2 separate regions of the Sus scrofa genome follow, and region 1 is linked to region 2. A link is a contact called in public HiChIP or PLAC-seq data. All regions are on one chromosome and are shown on one strand. The core of a region is the stretch at or near the end of the contact, and the rest is flanking DNA. Distances in the headings are between cores, read along the strand shown.

The links. HiChIP or PLAC-seq counts read pairs in DNA pulled down with a chosen protein or histone mark.
Region 1: an H3K27ac HiChIP or PLAC-seq map of alveolar macrophages shows a contact between it and region 2. The contact joins the promoter of RECQL5 here to the promoter of UNK in region 2. A contact is called at or near these places in 2 of 47 Hi-C or Micro-C datasets (epiblast stem cells and liver) and 1 of 2 datasets of contacts at active chromatin or transcription factors (alveolar macrophages).

What each region holds. Positions count from the first base shown.
Region 1 is chr12:5,730,081-5,734,138 of Sscrofa11.1, reverse strand. RECQL5 (ATP-dependent DNA helicase Q5) reads right to left here and starts at 1,803. Exons shown (of 20, transcript XM_021066624.1): 1 at 1,621-1,803; 2 at 848-979. The coding sequence starts at 965. SAP30BP (SAP30-binding protein) reads left to right here and starts at 1,893. Exons shown (of 11, transcript XM_003357968.4): 1 at 1,893-2,078; 2 at 3,306-3,415. The coding sequence starts at 1,973.
Region 2 is chr12:5,625,510-5,629,999 of Sscrofa11.1, reverse strand. It overlaps UNK (RING finger protein unkempt homolog), which reads left to right and starts at 1,751. Exons shown (of 15, transcript XM_021066619.1): 1 at 1,751-1,955. The coding sequence starts at 1,852.

The DNA of each region.
Region 1 (4,058 bases), core at 554-3,053, 100 kb before region 2:
TTGGATCTGGCGTTGCTGTGGCTGTGGCGTAGGCCAGCAGCTGCAGCTCTGATTCGACCCCTAGCCTGGGAACTTCCTGGTGCTGCACCCTCGGCCCTAAAAAGCAAAAAAAGAAGACAGAATCTGCTAGAATACGGATCAGTGAACTGAGCAGCTATGCAAGCTGAATACTTCTGGATCAGTGGGCTTATCTGTGTAGACATGGAAGCAACATCACCTAGAGGTCTTTTGTTGATAAATGTTATCATGTAATTAACATCGTACTGCTGCTCCCCTCTGGACAACCTCTATTTATCAACAAACTTCAGGCTTATAATATTATCACACCTTCCTTCCCCATTTGGGACTCAGGCCACGCCATCTTCAACAATGGAATTACCTACGAGGCCAGTGACTGGCTTAGGCTATGTCTGCTATCCCTCCGTTACTGCCTATACACCAACAAATGAGAATGGAAATTTACGAATTGTTTCCAAAGATAACCTTAGCTCTGACTATGAATATAAGAGGCAAAACAGCTGGGTGGTTCTGCCAATAAAACTGCAAGTTTGGGGGAGTTCCCTGGTGGCTCAGCAGGATAAGGATCTGGCGGTGTCACTGCTGTGGCTCAGGCGCAATCCCTGACCCCGGAACTTCCACGTGCAGCCAAAAAGAAAGAGAGAGAGAGAGAGAGAGAGAGAGAGAGAGAGAGAAAGCTTCAAGTTTTGGGTGACAGGTCTGTAAGATCTCCAAAACCAAACATGGCCCAAGGGTGGGAAGGTAAGAAGGGTCAAAAAGAAGGCGTTCTTTGGTGGTGTTAGGGGACAGCCAGCACAAGTGTAAACACAGGCAGTTTGGTTAATATTACCTTTCACTACAGCCATGATCGCACTCTCCTGTAAAGGCGTCTTAAAAGAGTCAAACCCAAAGACCTTCTTCAACGTGCTCCGGACGCGACGCTCAGGGTCAAAAGGGTGGGTGCTCATCTTACCAATAGACAGTGGCCAAATGTTAAGGCAAAGGTGATGATCCTATGGTTGCAACAAGAACCCCCTGTTCTGCTTTTCAAAGACTGCTTATTTTTTCTGAGTAAAAATTTGCTTTTTTTCTTTTTTTGACCAGACTCCTGGCATGTGGAACATCCCTGGTCAATAATCAAATCTGAGCTGCAGCTGCAACCTACGCTACAGCTGAGGCAAAGCAGGATCCTTAACCCACTGCGCCACGGCAGGAACTAAATTTGCTTTGTTACACTCGAACGATATATTATTTTCAAGAAATATAGCTCCGGGTGAACAGCCTCCAGCAATACATTCCTAGGTAAATGACATCTCCATTCTTACGCTCAGTGAAAATAACACATCGAACTATGCCAGGCCCCAGCATAGCACAGAGCTGGAAATTAGATCACGAGAAGAAGCACAAATGTCTTCGGAAGGATTTGGAGGAAGTGGAATTATTTTTCTATGACCCACCCTTTGCTCTACAAGCACAGCCATGAGGACCACTCTTCCCCCCAGGACCCCGACACCTTCTTCCCAACCCCCAGAGGAAAGCTCTTCCTTCATCCTCCTCTGAGCCTCAGATTCGCTCTTTTCTCCCTTCCCCAGCCAAAGCCTCCCTCTCTTCACCCCAAGATATCAGAGCCGGCAGTGGGCTCCCAGGGGCGAAGGGCTCTTGTCGGGCCGCTGCTGCCCACGGGCTCGGGAACTACTCGAAGACCCCCATAACCCTCAGGTAACCCTGAGAAGCCAAACCGCTGGGACTGCAATGTCAGGTAAAACCCACTTAATCCTGAATCCGTCTCGCAGTGATGACGTTCTGCCGGCGCGGGGATGAGGGGCGGAGCCAAGCGCGGAAACGGCCTTTTTGATTGGTTCTCTGTCTGAAACAGGCGCGGGGTCTCCTGGGATCCGGAAGAAGTCGCCTTTCTGCACGGAAGTCGGCTTTTTGGAGTCATAGAAGTGAGGCGCGCCGGGTGTGCGGGAATAAGATGGCGGGGAAGAAGAATGTCCTGTCGTCTCTGGCAGTTTATGCGGAAGATTCAGAGCCCGAGTCTGACGGCGAAGCTGGAGTGGAAACGGCAGGCAGCGCGGCTGGTGAGTAGGGAGCTAGAAGGGGGGAAATCGGGTGTCTGCCCTGAATGATGCTTCCCTAATAGGGCGGGAGGGAAAGAGGGAGTCTTTGTGCCCCAAGCATCGGGCGCCGGAGCCCCGGAGGGTGCTCAGGGTCCTGGGCTAGACCGAGCGTTAGATGCTCTTTTGTAAGAATGGACCGTCTCCTTCTGTTGATTCGATTATCCTGTCGGAACCTATTGAAAGTCTTCTCCGTACTGGGCATCATACCGGGGAGAAGGGTGGACCAAGGGTGGAGAGGATCCAAGGCTTCTGAACCACTGCATATTTTGTCCGGGCTTATTGTTTGGTGGAGGAGAGCGAAACTTTTAATTAGTAATGTACCCTAGACGTGTCTCGGAGCTTTTAAAATGACACGCATCCGGTCTCCACTGTCAAAGAGAGTAATTCTGTACATCTGGGGAAGGATCTGAGCATTTGCGAGCTTTCCAAGGCTCCTTGGTGATTCCATTACTTTGTGAGTTGTCAAAGCCCACCAGTGATTTTGTTGCCCTGCTCAGGTTGAGAATCACGTTACTAGGAAGTGAGAGCAGATTTTTATGGCAGTATAGAGAGGCAGCAAATTACCCAGTGTATCTGGACCTTGGTTTCCTCATCTGGAAAGTGAGGGAGGATTTGGCCTCGTTTAGCTTCTCATAGTTTTGTGTGGTCTTTGCCTGTCAGGAGGCTCTCTGGTGGTTTCTTGGTAATTTGTATTGTTTGGGGGGGGTTGCTGATGTTTGGGGTTTTTTTTAAACATAGAAAGAGATTTTGTTTCTCAAGTAGGTATAAATGGGGAACCTCTCGAGGTGGCCCCTGTTCAAGGTCCTGTTCCTAGGGGAGGACATTTGAGTCCTGATCTTGTAAGAAAAGACAAGTTCATTGGTGCCTGGGATACAAGGTAGACATATGCAGATCGAAAGAGATGCTTGACGTGGTACAATAGTTCAGAGAAGGGAAGGCTTCCGTTGGCATAATGGATGGCTTGGAAGCACTGGAAATGGAATTTAATGTTACTCGGTGTTCTTCCCTGTTCTTGTAAGGAATTCATACTCTAAAGGTAGTAACTTTCCCCAAAGCGGAATCTGGGCCTAAGGTCATTTAGGTTTTCTTTTGATCTTCGGAAATAATCCTGGCCACTCAAATCACCCAAGTGTTTCCTTGCGTTCTTTTCCCCATTCATTTTTTTTTTTTTTTCCCCTTCTGTTTAAGAGGAGAAAGGCGGGTTGGTATCTGAAGCCTATGGAGAGGATGATTTTTCTCGCCTCGGGGGTGACGAAGATGGTTATGAAGAAGAAGAGGATGAGAACAGCAAGCAGTCGGTAAGGACATCTGTTCCCAAATCGAAAGCTGTTCAAAGCACCATTTCATTTGTCAGAAACTCTGACCTGTCCCGACTGTGTTCCACTTCGTGCCTAATTTCACTGTCACCCACCCACCACCAGACACCACACTTTCGTTTGTTTGTTTGTTTAGTGTCAGTTGAGGAAGCTGGGTTGGATATCAGTTGTTCTATTCGAAAACAACTTGTTCTATTTGGTGTCACCCGAACCATTTTGTATAAACCTTTGACTTGCAATTTGGGGGGAAAGATAGTGGACACTCTTATTCACCCCAGACATCAGTGGGTGTTTTATGTTGGTTTTCCCCTTTTAGATAAGTTACTCCATTTGTAACCGTGCGTTCATCCTAATTGGTGTGTCATTTATCTCTGCAATCAACTCTTATTATTTTTAATCTTGGTTGGGGCTCATTCAAATCTTTCAGCTTATTAAAAGATTAGGAAGGAGTTCGCCTGTGGTGCAGAGGGTTAAGGATCCAGCATTGTCACTGCAGTGGCTTGGGTTGCTGCTGTGGCACGGTTCGATTCCTGACCCAAGGACTTCTACATGCTGTGGGTACAGCCAAAAAAAAAAAAAAAAAAAAAAAAAAGATTAGGAAGGATGGTTATTTTGTTTTATTTAC
Region 2 (4,490 bases), core at 502-3,001:
GATGGTCTAGTTACCTGCCCACCTTCAGTTTTGCTAATTTTTAGAGAGGAACTAAAACTGCTTCGGGAGAAACTAGGTATGAATTCACATTCGTCATTTAAGGATGATGAGTGGAAATAGTTTGTCCTCCTTACTTGGCAGTCATACAGGTTATGTTTTTTCTAAGCAGCACAGGAAATGGGGAGCAACTGAAAATGTTGATACAAACAATGCAGAATGGGATGCAGCATCTGGCTACGGTCCTAGTTCCTGTTCTGTCACAGACTTAGAAACTCGGTGCAAGTTACTTAATCTCTCTGAGTTTCGGTTTCCTCTCCTGTAAATTAAGCAGCTTGGATGATATCATCTCCCAATTCTACCCGTACACTCTTATTCTGAAGTTCATGGTACACACACATTTAAAATCCAGCCGTCTGAACTATCTTTCTCCATTCAAATCACACTTGGGTATTCGGGGTGGGGTGGGGTGGGGGGAATAACAGATAAGCCAATTATCTGCATTTAATAGGATTAAAGCAATACACCTCAACTTGTTTCTCCTTTTGGAATTTTTCATCTTCAAACGCCCCTAGTGGTGAAACAATTGATTTGGCCTGTTTAAGAAATACTCGTTTCTCAGCTTTGTAGGCTGACAATTTGGCTTCTGATGTGGTTACTTGGAACTAAATAAAATAGGCATGTGTCAGTCCTGCATATTAACACTTTTACATTCACCCCTTCCTGCTTTGCCCCTAAGGTTACTGGGAATGTGTTTCTTTTACGAGATTAGCATGAGTTAATGTTACTTAATAAGATACAAATCAGTCTTTAAAACAATGTCTTTAAATAGATTAAATAAGGAAAACAAAGTTAAGATGGTAAGTTTCAAGTATCTATGAAGAACTTCATCTGACTGGAGGGAAGCGGGGAGGAGACATTTTCCCAAGTAGAAAGGCTGGCATTCAGAGCAGGAAACTAGGGTAAATTATAATAAATCGCACTCCTGACTCAAACCCAGGCCCTTCCTCTGGACACTGTGATGCTTCTCGAAGCCCCCTGCAACTTGCCAGTGCACCTGAGACTATGCTAGATGGAGATTAAGTTCGTCCTTGGCCCTTAACGTACTGGAAACAAATTGGTCAGGCCAAGTGTCGAGCTGAGAAAGGACTGAAACCGTGGAGTTCCAGGTTTCAGAGCTCGTAAAGGTGTATGGAGCGCCTGAGCAAAGGCGCAGGAACAGAGTACTGGGTTGTGTAGCTCTTCGTTAGCAGAGCTTTCTCACGCTGACTTCCAGCAGGCCGACTTTCCCTTATGATTTTCAGCTTGTTCCCGCTGAACGAGCGAGGATGTTGGCAGAGTCCAGGTGCCTGAAGCTCAAAGGCCCATTGCTCAGGGCGGCATCAGAACCGAGCCCAAGCTTTGCTAAGTATGGAGGCGAGATAATTATTACACTGTTGGCCGTGGAATTACACTTGGAACTGTTTCACTGCAGTCGTTAAGCCCTCCCTAGCTCTGGGCCTCTTCTACTCCAGGTGCTCCAGTTTCAGGCAAAGGTTCCCCCACGAACGGGGAAACCGGCTGTTAAGGAGAGACAGGGCGAGACTGCAATCCCCAGAAACCGTCTCGGGCCCTCAGCATCCGGGATACCGTCTGCAAGGCTCTCTGGGTATTGTGGTCCGTTCCTTTGGCAGCAACCCTCGGCGGACGGTAAAATTCCAGCCTGACCCAGGACTACAACTCCCAGCAACCCTCGCTGCCGTGCGGGGGGTCTTCACGTTCTCGTGGCGCGGCGCAGGCGCACTAGTGCCTCGGCGCGGACCGCGCAGACTGAATAATAAAAGGGGAGCGGCGAAGAGGCAGGAAGACAGGACCATGTCGAAGGGCCCCGGGCCCGGCGGCTCCGCAGCTTCCTCGGCGCCCCCGGCCGCTACCGCTCAGGTGCTGCAGGCACAGCCCGAGAAACCGCAGCACTACACGTACGTAGAGCCCCCCCCCCCGCCGCGCGCGCACGCCTGACGTCAGCGGCCAGCGTGAGTCACGCGCGCAGGGAGAGCGCGAGGCGGCCTCTCCCTCCCCCCTTTCCTCCGTCCCGGCCCAGACCGGTTCCAACCTGCTAGGGCCGGTCCCAACTGCCTCCAACTGCCACCAACCTTTGGTCGGGCTGTGGGGCGGGAAACCCAGTCCCGCCGCAAGTGGGGAAGGAGGGAGCTCGCGGCGCAGAGTGCACACATCTCAGGCCTGGCCTTCGAGGCCTAACTGGTTCTCAGGCCATAAAACCACAGTCCCAGGCACTCTCGGGGGGGATAAGAAGTCCAAGACGCGACCAGGATGCGTTCCTAAGGGGCCAGCCCTAGAACGGCCTATGAATGACCACTAGCGTGAAGTTCTGTTAGGCGACCTGTGTTCTGTGCACAGGAGGCCTTGTGCGTCCCTAAGGCCCAAGTGTTGTCCACTTTGGCTGGAATTTACTTAAAAACATTTGACCCAGGCCAAGTCAGGGATCCCGAAGGTGATGGGGTCCGAATATGTTCTCAGGCCCAACCCAGCTGTGGCCTCAGAGGGACCCCCAAATGCTGACACTGCAAGAGTCCAGTAAGATGGAAAACCTCTTCCTGGGAATCTGCTTGTGTCTAAATGTAGGTCCCTTTCGTCTTTTTATTTCCTTTCAGGGCACTTCAAGCAACTCCCTAGTGCTAGGTACTTGATGAGAAAGAAAGGTGAAGAAGGCAGACCCTCCCTTTAAGCAGAATGTTGGGTTTCCATTTTCCCTGATGCTCTTTGCCTCGCATCTCCTTGGGCTGCCAAAATGTGTGCATGTTTGGAAGGATCCCCAAGTGTACCTCAATCTGGCCGGAGATTTGGAATGTGGGAGTTGAACAACCGTTAAGGGGCACACAGTAATGCTGTCTGGTGACCCAGAGCAAGAAGCGTGTGTTGGAATAGAAAGAACTAGAAGTCCACAGGGGAGCTCTCGTTCGTCACTCACAGAAGTCAGACTCTGTGAGTGGGAAACTCTTCTGGAATAAGGCAAAGAGGGTTTAAGGAAGTGTATTGGTTTCCTTGCGAGATTCTCTGCTATCGATTGAAATCATCTGAAACTTTATTGACTTCAGTCTGACTCATGCCACCTGTAACTTTTCTAATGTGGCCCTTGTTTGGTGCTGGAGTTCTTTCTGCAATCCTTCCCTTGGTGTTAGAAGAATTCAGTGATGAGGGGAGTGGTATGGTCAGGCAGCAGTATGGTCTTCTGCCAACCTCACCTAGTTGGAGCTTATTTTTAATCTCTGGTTGCTCAGACCATGTCTTTCAGTAAAATTTTACGTTTTTAGTAATGTGGGTCTTGGTTTCAGCAGCCTCTGTTTCTGTGTTGGGTTGTCATTGAGTATAGTATGGAATCTGTATTAGAAAGCCTTGCTAATCGTTTTGGAATTGAGGGATGAAGCAAGTCAGCAGCTGCGTTAGTCTCTGAGTCTGTCCTCTTGATGCTCATTTATTTCAGATCTGTCTTTTCATCCCTTGTCGGGTAAGTACAGAGTAATCAATCAGTTTTGGCTCTTGAAGTGGCTTAGTATATCAACAGTAGCAGATGTAAAGCCCAAGCCTCATTGGATGGTTGGAGGTTGGAGGTGTTCCCATCTTTTTATTTTCTGGGGGGGGTGTTATCTTAAAAAATCAGAGATAGAAATTAGTTGTCTGTCTTGGTAGATTTATAGGCATTCAAACCTTGATTTGGAAAGCTTCATTCCCTTCTCACTGAGGTCGTAGGAACAGGGAGCATAAGGACACTGATGATGGCACCAGTATGCTTGTTGGCCCTGGTTTTTTTTTTTTTTTTTTTTTTTTTTAATGGGGGAACCCCTCTGTTGTCTTTAGAGGTTAGGAGACACAAACATTTTAACTTTGAGTATTGGCTATAAAATTTTGAGCTGCCCAGCATTTTTTTTCATTCTCTTTTGTAGCATGACTTTCCAGAATTTGTTCCAGTCTGAATATAATCTTAGCTACTGCATTGATCCCATTGTTGAATCCGGGTGGAGACCCCCTTTTGGGTTTTTTTTTTTTTTTTTGAATGTTTGTATTTTTTTAACCTGTCAAAATATTTTACCTTTTAAAACTGTCTTATACATTAATTATGTTAATATTGTGTATTTTTTGTACCTGATGTTGTTTGAGCTCATGTGACATGTGGTAATTTTGTAATAATCCAGAAGAGATTTGCATTAAAGTTGAATCCCACTCATTGTAATAGTAATCTTGGCAAACACAGTTGAAATCCATCAAAAGCAGAAAAATTGCCTGCCTATTGGCTTGCTTCTCGCCCTTTATTCTTACCCCACGACCAAAGCCCTAGAGTTTGAGCTCTCCTTTTCCTAAACCAAGAGGATTATTCATAACATAGTTTGAAGGATAATTGTTGATATTTAAAAAACAAAACAAAACTCTCGAATAACCTTATTTAAAGGGAAACTTTGAATTAATCCTTTCAGCAAATTGGTGTGGTGGGCACCTGA